Regions from separate parts of the Mus musculus genome. Here region 2 is linked to region 1. The links are chromatin contacts, called in public capture Hi-C maps. All regions are on one chromosome and are shown on one strand. Each heading gives the region's core, a stretch centred on a gene start, on an enhancer-like site or on the middle of the called end of the contact. The rest is flanking DNA. Distances are from core to core; before and after follow the strand shown. Region 1 has its middle 17 kb from the start of Sf3b5. Region 2 overlaps Hivep2 (human immunodeficiency virus type I enhancer binding protein 2).

Region 1 (3,929 bases), core at 877-3,376:
GCAAGAAAGTAATCTTTCAACAAACCCACACAAACATAATTCCACCTCTAACAAGAAAATTAACAGGAAGCAACAATCACTTTTCCTTAATATCTCTTACTATGAAAATTAATATTAACAACATATTCTAATTGATTGAAATTCAAAAATATGAGGAGTTAGAAATTTGTCAGTTGTCATCCCGTGGTCTCTCTAATTTGGCAATGGAAGAAATAGGTCCAATATTGTACAATCCATATACACTTTCTGCTTATTTGTACATGTCAGGGTCTTGCTGTGTGCCATATAATGGTCTTGAAATCATGCTTCTCCTATCTCAGCCTCTCTATTAGTAGGACTATTTATTTGATGTTTTTACACTATACTATGGTTTTCAGAACAGCTTACACATTTCAAAATTATTTATACAGCCAAAAGAAATGTAGACAATTAATTTGGGAGGTGGCTTGTAAAAGAACAGTAAAGAGTGAGACTGAAGGCTTTGCTTGATATTGATAATTATTGTATCAATTTTGAAGAAGATGACTTTATAAATTACTCTTATTCTGAGATGAATGCTTTTCAAAATCATCACATCCAATGAACCAGAATCTTGCCCTCACCTAACGTCTGTGCCACCCTCCAAGCAGAACCATTGCTCACTGAAACAGTTGATGAATGGCTTCATGGATAGACCATCTTACTACACACACCATTCCTTAAATGAATGTGACCTGTTCCCTGTGGGCTGAGAATGACGACAATCACTCAAGTCAAGTAGCTTTGACAGTAGCAGGAAATCTGTATCCAAAAATCGTGCCTACAATTCATTCCTTGGTGCAGCAGAACTGTCAACTCTTAGCTTAGCTACTATGGAGGTAAAATCCTTTGGTGATGAGAGGAACATTCAAGTCCAGCCTTATTACAATGAACTCCAGTGTCCAAACACTGTTCTTATTTTGTGTTTGTACCACTAGATTGTAAGCTCTATTAAAAACAAAACAAACAAACAAAAAGACTTTGTCTATTTATGTTCTTTAAAAAAGTAATAGTGATATATTATTTTAAAATATCATACAGTTAATATATTTTGAGTTATTTAAAATTTATACTGAGAAAAGCGTATGTACTTTCAGTATTGCTGTAGACAAACATCTACATAAGACTGTTCAGTTGTGTTCTATCAAACAACTTTTATAATACTCATTTTTATTGTTACAATACTTTATAAATTTTAAAGATATGATAAAAACATAAGGTATTGCAGGTTTTGATGGGGGGCTCTCTGGGAGGAGTTGGGGTACAAAAGGGAAAGAAGAATGTGATGTAAGTCTATTTACTCAAAATATGTTTTTAAATGTTAACAAATTCAGATAAATTGAAATTATGTATCTTTTCTCATCATTATGCAATAAAACTTAAATCAAAGGGAAAAAAGAGTATATTTAGGGATATATATATGGAAGATGGTCATGTTTTTATATCGACTTGATATATTGATCACTACTGACTTATATTTCTTGGGGTTTTGTTTGTTTGTAATTATGGCTGGCTGGATGTGCAATACAAACATGGTCTTTGAGTCTGTCAGGCAAGTGCTCCACCACCAAACTAGAGCTCTACCCTGTCCCCTGTCCCCTGTCATCCAGTGTTGTCATTGAGGTGCCACCCCCACCCCTACTCCCAAGAAAAAAAGCTGCTTCAGGGTCTGAGAACCTGAGTCAATCCAGTGGAGTAATGTTGCAGAAGGAGAGATTTAACTCTCTTGAGTTGTCCTCTGTCCTGAACACAGACACAGACACAGACAGACACAGACACAGACACAGACACAGACACAGACACAGACACAGACACAGACACAGACACAGACACAGACACAGACACAGACACAGACAGACACAGACACAGACACACACACACACACACACACACACACACACACACACACACACACACACACACACACACTTTAAAAAGGAGTTATCTTAAATGACCTCTTCTTTCAGCATGGGTTTTTTTGTGCTTTGGTTTTAGACCTCTTTATGGGGTCATTTTCTCATTTACAAACACCTGGGAGTACAGAGAGCTGTTACATCTTTTGTATTTTTCTCCTTTGAGTCTACTGAGAGGACCATCCTTTTTCCTTTGTGTTGCATGATGGGAGGAGTCACAGTCACCAGGGGTACCCAGAGCACTTGGCTGATTGCAGCAGGCAGCTACAGGTGGGAACAGTTCCTCAATGATGGTTCCAGATACCAAGGTGATTCTAGAACGCCGACTCCTGGGTTCAGGATCTACATCAGTGTTCTCGGCCTTACTAATTAACGCTGCAGCCCTTTAAGACAGTTTAAGCCTTAGGCTGTGGTGCCCCCTAACCATAGCATTCTTTTCGTTGCTACTTCCTAACTGCAGTTTTGCTACTGTTATGAAGCATCAAGTAAATATCTGATGAGCTGGATATTTGATATTTGACCTCTGTGAATAGGTCATTTGATCATCCCCCACACACAAAGGACTAAGTCCCACAGGTTGAGAAACACTGCTCTAGGAAATTTGTCTATACTTCCTTCACCATTATCATCCCACACATATCACAAGTATTTATTTAATTTTAGAAAAGTTCAGTCCTGTAATTATTTAGTGTGTAAGAGAGAGTGTTTTCAGGAGTCGCTTCTCTCGTTCCATGTGTTGGTCCCAGAAATTGAATTCAGGTCATCAGGTTTTATGCCTTTGGCAAAGGAGCCATCCCACTGGCCCTCCACACGCACTTGTGGGCTTGAGTTCTGAGGAGAGCTGAAGATAACTTTGAACTCCTGATTTTCCTTCCTCTCTGTTGTGGCTAGCCCTGGGGCTAATTATACTTGATGTTAACTCAGTTCTCCCGTAGGGGCTGCGCACAAGGAATGAGTCAGCACTCAGGTGATTTCCTGTAAACCTGCTTCCCACCTTAATTTGTAAAATAAAGGAGAGCTGCTGATTGGGCAGATAAAGGGAAGGTAGAGGAGAGAGAGAGAAGAAGGAGAAAATGGAAGAGGGAGAGGACACAGAGGAGGAGGAGGAAGAAGAAAAGCAGAGCAGAAGCACGTGGCCTGGAGAAACCCACAAGTTCTAAGAGATCATATAGATGTGGAAGATGGTAGTGGAGCGGTAGATCTGCCCAATCTAGGCGCACAGCATGTAATCATATTACCTGTGTTGTGTTTTCATTGCCGGGGCATATTTGGGTTGGACATTTACCCCAACACTCTCATTAAGAGCTGGGATTGTAGATGGTGCATACCACAGCCCCTGGTTTATGCAACACTTGAGCCTTTAACTCAGAACCTCTTGCATTCTGGGTAAGTACTCCACTCAGCTGCACCCCTGAAATCTCCGTTTTTAATTTACTTACTCAGTTAATATTTCTATTTGTTTCTTTATTCACTCATATTCTTCGGTTATTAAAGTAAATTTCATTGTGTACATGTATTGCGTATGACATACAAAGGCTCAATTGCATGTAATCCTATGCTACATTAAACATGCTCTCTCCCATATGCCTTACCCTCTCCTTTATCTCCTGTTTTTAGTGTCTCCTAAACATTTTTTGAGTTTAAAATTTTTTTATATGAACCAGTGTTTTCCCTGCCTGTATATCTATGTACTACACACATCCGGGGTCTGCAGAGATGCAAAAGTGTGATTGATCCCCTGGGACTGGGGATAAATATGGTTGTGAGCTGCCATGTGGGTGATAGGAATGAAAGCTTTCTGCTAGAGCAGCAAGTGTTCTTAACTGCTGAGCCATCTCTCCTAGAGTTTTAATTTTTTTCCATTCATTAATTTATTTGTCCACTTTACATCCTGATTGCAGTGACCTCCAGTGACCCGCCCTCTCCTCCAAGTGTCCCCTCCCCCCTCCCTTCTCCTCTGAGAAAGGGGAGCTGGTTACCAACCTAGTCAGGCACCTG
Region 2 (4,124 bases), core at 1,360-3,859, 990 kb before region 1:
TCCCTCAGTGCTCTTAGTTTATGGATTGCTTTGGGAGACAAGGGGCGAGCATGGGCTGAACGCATAACGTTCTGGAGTTCTTCCTTCAGTCTCACTTCCAGTAAAGAGAACACACTAACCAGGAACCTCCTTCAGCAGCTCTGACCCAAGCTGATAAAACAGTCACTTACCCTATACTCAGACTGAGCGACGACAAGCAATGAAACTGTCTCCATAGAAACCAAGTACACAATGGAATCCACTCATGGTTGGGTTCGGGATCTATCTGCTTTAGCAGAAAGGCCATTTGCAGCCAAGCTCTTGCTCTAACTTAGGTTTGCTCATCAAACGCATACCATCACACCTTTAGAGTGTCACAGTACTGAGGATTACAGAAATCATCCTCCAGGGAGAGGGAAAGCGGGGCTGAGGAGGAAGGATAGAGCTACATATATAGTTATAAAAATGCCAAAGCAGATTCCATGCTAAGCTCTGCCAAAAAGAGAACAATTACTCTTACCCATCAGCATGCAGCCTCAAAATTATATTCTCTTTTCCAAATAGAAGCCGTCATCAGATTACAAAAAACGAGGATATCCTGCCGAAACTCAACTAGTTCTTATATGGCATAAGCACAATGCAATCAAGGGACAAGCAGCTATTCCCTCCCACACAAATTATATTCTTCTGTGAAATGTATTTTTAATGAAAAATGCATAGCCCTCCTCCGTGTTTGGTTCTGCGCTCCCACTCCTCCACATAAAAGCATACATTCATTTTGAAGAAAGGGAGAACTGTATACCTCCTTAGGACACCCCCTACACCACAGAGCACAGGAGAATAGACGCATCCTACCCCTCAGATGGATCTTTCCACACACTGTCACTCCTCAAAAAGCAAATCGAGTTGCCAGTGACACCTGGGAGATACTTCAATGGAATCAACCAAGAGGGCTTCACCCATGTTTAAGTGATTTCTTTCTAATCAGATGCATTAAGGAAGCTTAATTTATTCGATTACCAATGACTCAAAACCCCTAGCTCTGAATTTCAATCTCTCACAAGTTTCAAGCGATAAATTGCTTGCTTGTGAGTCACCCTGCTTCTCCAAGGAGCGAGTTCTCAAAGGGAAAGGAAAGGGTTTGGGTAGGTGAGCTTTGCCTGGCACCTGCCTCTCTTTCTTTCTCCTACAGTCATTCGAATTTTAAATGACCAAAACTGAAACAACATGACTTGGCAGGTGATAGGTTTTTGCCATTAGGAAGGCTCATGTGAAAGGAAGAGACAAAAATAATTACAAAATGTCCCATGCCCACTTCATGGAACAGAATGAAACCAAAGAGCTATGAATAAAATACTTCCAGACAGTTTCTTCACCCCACACTTCTTTCTCAGGGTACCAGAGGCAGAGATTATCTCCTAATTTGGTTCCTAGGAAGCAAACTATCAAGAAAGTTGTTGCAGTAAGACTGGTAATGCTACATTAAGAGAAAATGCCCTGATTTTGGAAGGGGTGTGTGGGGGAAATAACAAAATTGGTAAGCAAAATCAGTAATTTCTTTTCATAGTGGAAATCGTCTTAAAAGACCAGAAAAGTAATTCTACCTAAATGAGTAAATGTTATAATTGCATTTCAGTAAAAAGAGTGTTTACATTTTGTCTAATTGGCATTTAAAGAAACCAAAATCATCACCAGAAAGATCGCCACCCACAGAGGCAGCCTAGTGTGCCCTGCCTCACATGTGACCCCCACCCACCTGCTTAAGCCCCGCCTTCCTTCACGCCACAGGAAATTGGGAATCACTTCTGCAAACAAGTAGCAGGAGGAAATGATAAAGACAGGAAGATAAAGAGGAGGAAAGAAGTGGTGTGGAGACAGACAGACAGACCATTTGGGGGAGAGCACACACAGCGTTTTAGATATTGGGGCCAATCTGGCTACAGTTTAGTAATCTTACATTCGTTCGAAAGAAAAAAAAAAGTGGGAAAGGAAGCAAATTAAAAATTCCTGTGTGTTAGTTATAATTCATCTCCACACATATACACAAATGCACAGGTCTCCATAGCTTGTCAAAATAAGGTGCAGGTTAAAAAATAAAATCAGTGCTACATGGATAGCCAACTAAACTCAAACACAAAATTCTTATCACTGTGCCTACTCAACATCTTAAAATTTAGAACCTCTGCTCTTATTCATGGCTAACAACAGCAACAACAATTCAGCTGCTCATGGATCTTTCCAGCAGATATGAAAGGCAACCTCTTAACTAATTAGAATCCTATGCAGCTCTATCCAACCCAGAGTTGCCACCCTCCTCCCCCAGCTGCCCACAGCGGGGGTTCTAACTATCCACTTTCTCGGTCCGGAAATGCACCTTTCCCCACAGGCAGCCACAGCGAAGAGCTAAGGAAAGAGCTGAGCCAGGGATTCGGCTGTTCACAAAAGGAATTCCCCTCCCTTCCCCTCTTTCTCCCTCCCCCTTCTTCTTCTGTCCCTCCCCCGTCATCACTGGTGAATAATATCCCTCACTACCTGCCTTGATCAACACCGTGAGCCCCTGTCTTCAGGCATGCAGGGAATTTAACAGCCTGGAAATTCCTGTTGTCCACTCGCTGAGGTCACAGATAAAGCTAAACAACAGCCGTGGCTCCCATCAATCATAAGTCACTCGCTGGGAGAATGTATGGAAGGAGACCTGATGTAAGCGAGTCACCAGAGAAAATACCCACTGATGACGCATATCCAGGCATAAAAATAGTCACAGGGCCCTCAAAGGGATTATTCAACAGCCTACATTTAGACTTTCTTACAACAGACCTGAAGTCAATGTGCCACAGTAAGTGGCTGAAGTTTAAGTTCAACAGACAGAACCAGGAATAGTTGCTTTAAACATGCTCCCACCGTAACAAGCTGTTTAGTAAGTTTTAGCATCTCTTTCTAAGCATCAAACAGTACCAACCAGCCATCTCACAAAATGCCACAGCATTGTTAATTCTACTCACAACTTTCAAAGCACAATTTCTGCTTATAACACACATGGCCTAAGAACATTAGACTCAAGCAGTCCAGAGATACATTGTCACCACAGGAGATACATAGTCACCACAGGAGATACATAGTCGCCACAGGAGATCCATAGTCATGGCTGTTTCCTCAACTGAAGGTAGGAAAATAGTACAAACTGCAGTTGTGAATCTTTTGTCTCTGGAAAACATGCTTTTAAGTGGAATAAAACTTAATAACAAGGTACACCACAGAAGCTGACATTCTGCTCCCTGTCTTTGCGGTTATAATTGTTCAGAAGTGGTTGGATCATTTATAGGAATAATTATGGTGTGTGTTACATACACCTGCTACATGTGGAACATTTATGTGCTCATTAAGATTAATAGCTCATGAGCATGACCACTGTTCAACAAATGGGTGCATGAAAATAAGAAATGATGAGATCTTAACCAAGCAAGTGACAAAATATTAATGATGGCATAAAGCCTGGATTGTTAGGTTGTTGTTGTTGTTGTTGTTGTTTTATGAGGAGAAAAATATCTTTTTACGTGTATCACAATTATAATAATAATTCAAGTTATTTGTTCCTTTCCCATCCTACTCAAACATATGTGCAGCTTGCAGATCAGAAAAGGCTGGATTTTGACATATTTTCTATCTGAATATCTAAAAATGTTCCCCTCCAAGTTTCCTACGGCGAACAATGAAGGAAACTGGCTATCACAGACCCTAAAATTCAGCCTCAGGATTTGAACACCTCGCCTGCTTGCTATGTCCTCCTCCTTGTTAGCCTTACTTGGCGATTCTCCGAATAATGCAGATTTCCACTGTTGTCATGCAAATTTATCAGCCACACAGAAGGGATCTGTGATAGAGTTGATCTCAGTACCTGATGTTACTGGCTGCCCTGCCTACACGACTAGCAAAGGGCTCTTAGCAACAAGACTGTCACTCTGACAGAGCATTGCGGGCTTTTGTTTTAGAAGTATCTGACTTCTCTGGAACAGCAAAGGTGACACCTTTCTCTACTGGTAAGCTCTTCACCACTTTCCTCAAGTATGATAGCAGGGCTATAAATACAGGTGAAAATTATTTTTAGTTCAAAGATTTTTCACAGAGTGCTCGAATTTCTCTCCTAT

What was found. Capture Hi-C pulls out chosen DNA fragments and counts their contacts.
Region 2: a capture Hi-C map of embryonic stem cells shows a contact between it and region 1, with 5 times the contacts expected there. The contact joins two enhancer-like sites. A contact is called at or near these places in 1 of 484 Hi-C or Micro-C datasets (embryonic fibroblasts), 1 of 115 datasets of contacts at active chromatin or transcription factors (embryonic stem cells) and 1 of 9 other capture datasets (embryonic stem cells).

Annotation. Positions count from the first base shown.
Region 1 is chr10:13,023,113-13,027,041 of GRCm38.p6, reverse strand. No RefSeq gene overlaps it. Among named protein-coding and RNA genes, the nearest start is that of Sf3b5, 17 kb to the right of the region's middle. Within about 2 kb of position 2,126, at least 5 of the 459 cell types and tissues checked have an H3K27ac peak or open chromatin away from gene starts, as enhancers often do. A contact at or near this core is called in embryonic stem cells, where this site is marked.
Region 2 is chr10:14,016,501-14,020,624 of GRCm38.p6, reverse strand. The region is part of intron 1 of Hivep2 (human immunodeficiency virus type I enhancer binding protein 2); the gene reads right to left. Among named protein-coding and RNA genes, the nearest start is that of Hivep2, 52 kb to the right of the region's middle. Within about 2 kb of position 2,609, at least 164 of the 459 cell types and tissues checked have an H3K27ac peak or open chromatin away from gene starts, as enhancers often do. A contact at or near this core is called in embryonic stem cells, where this site is marked.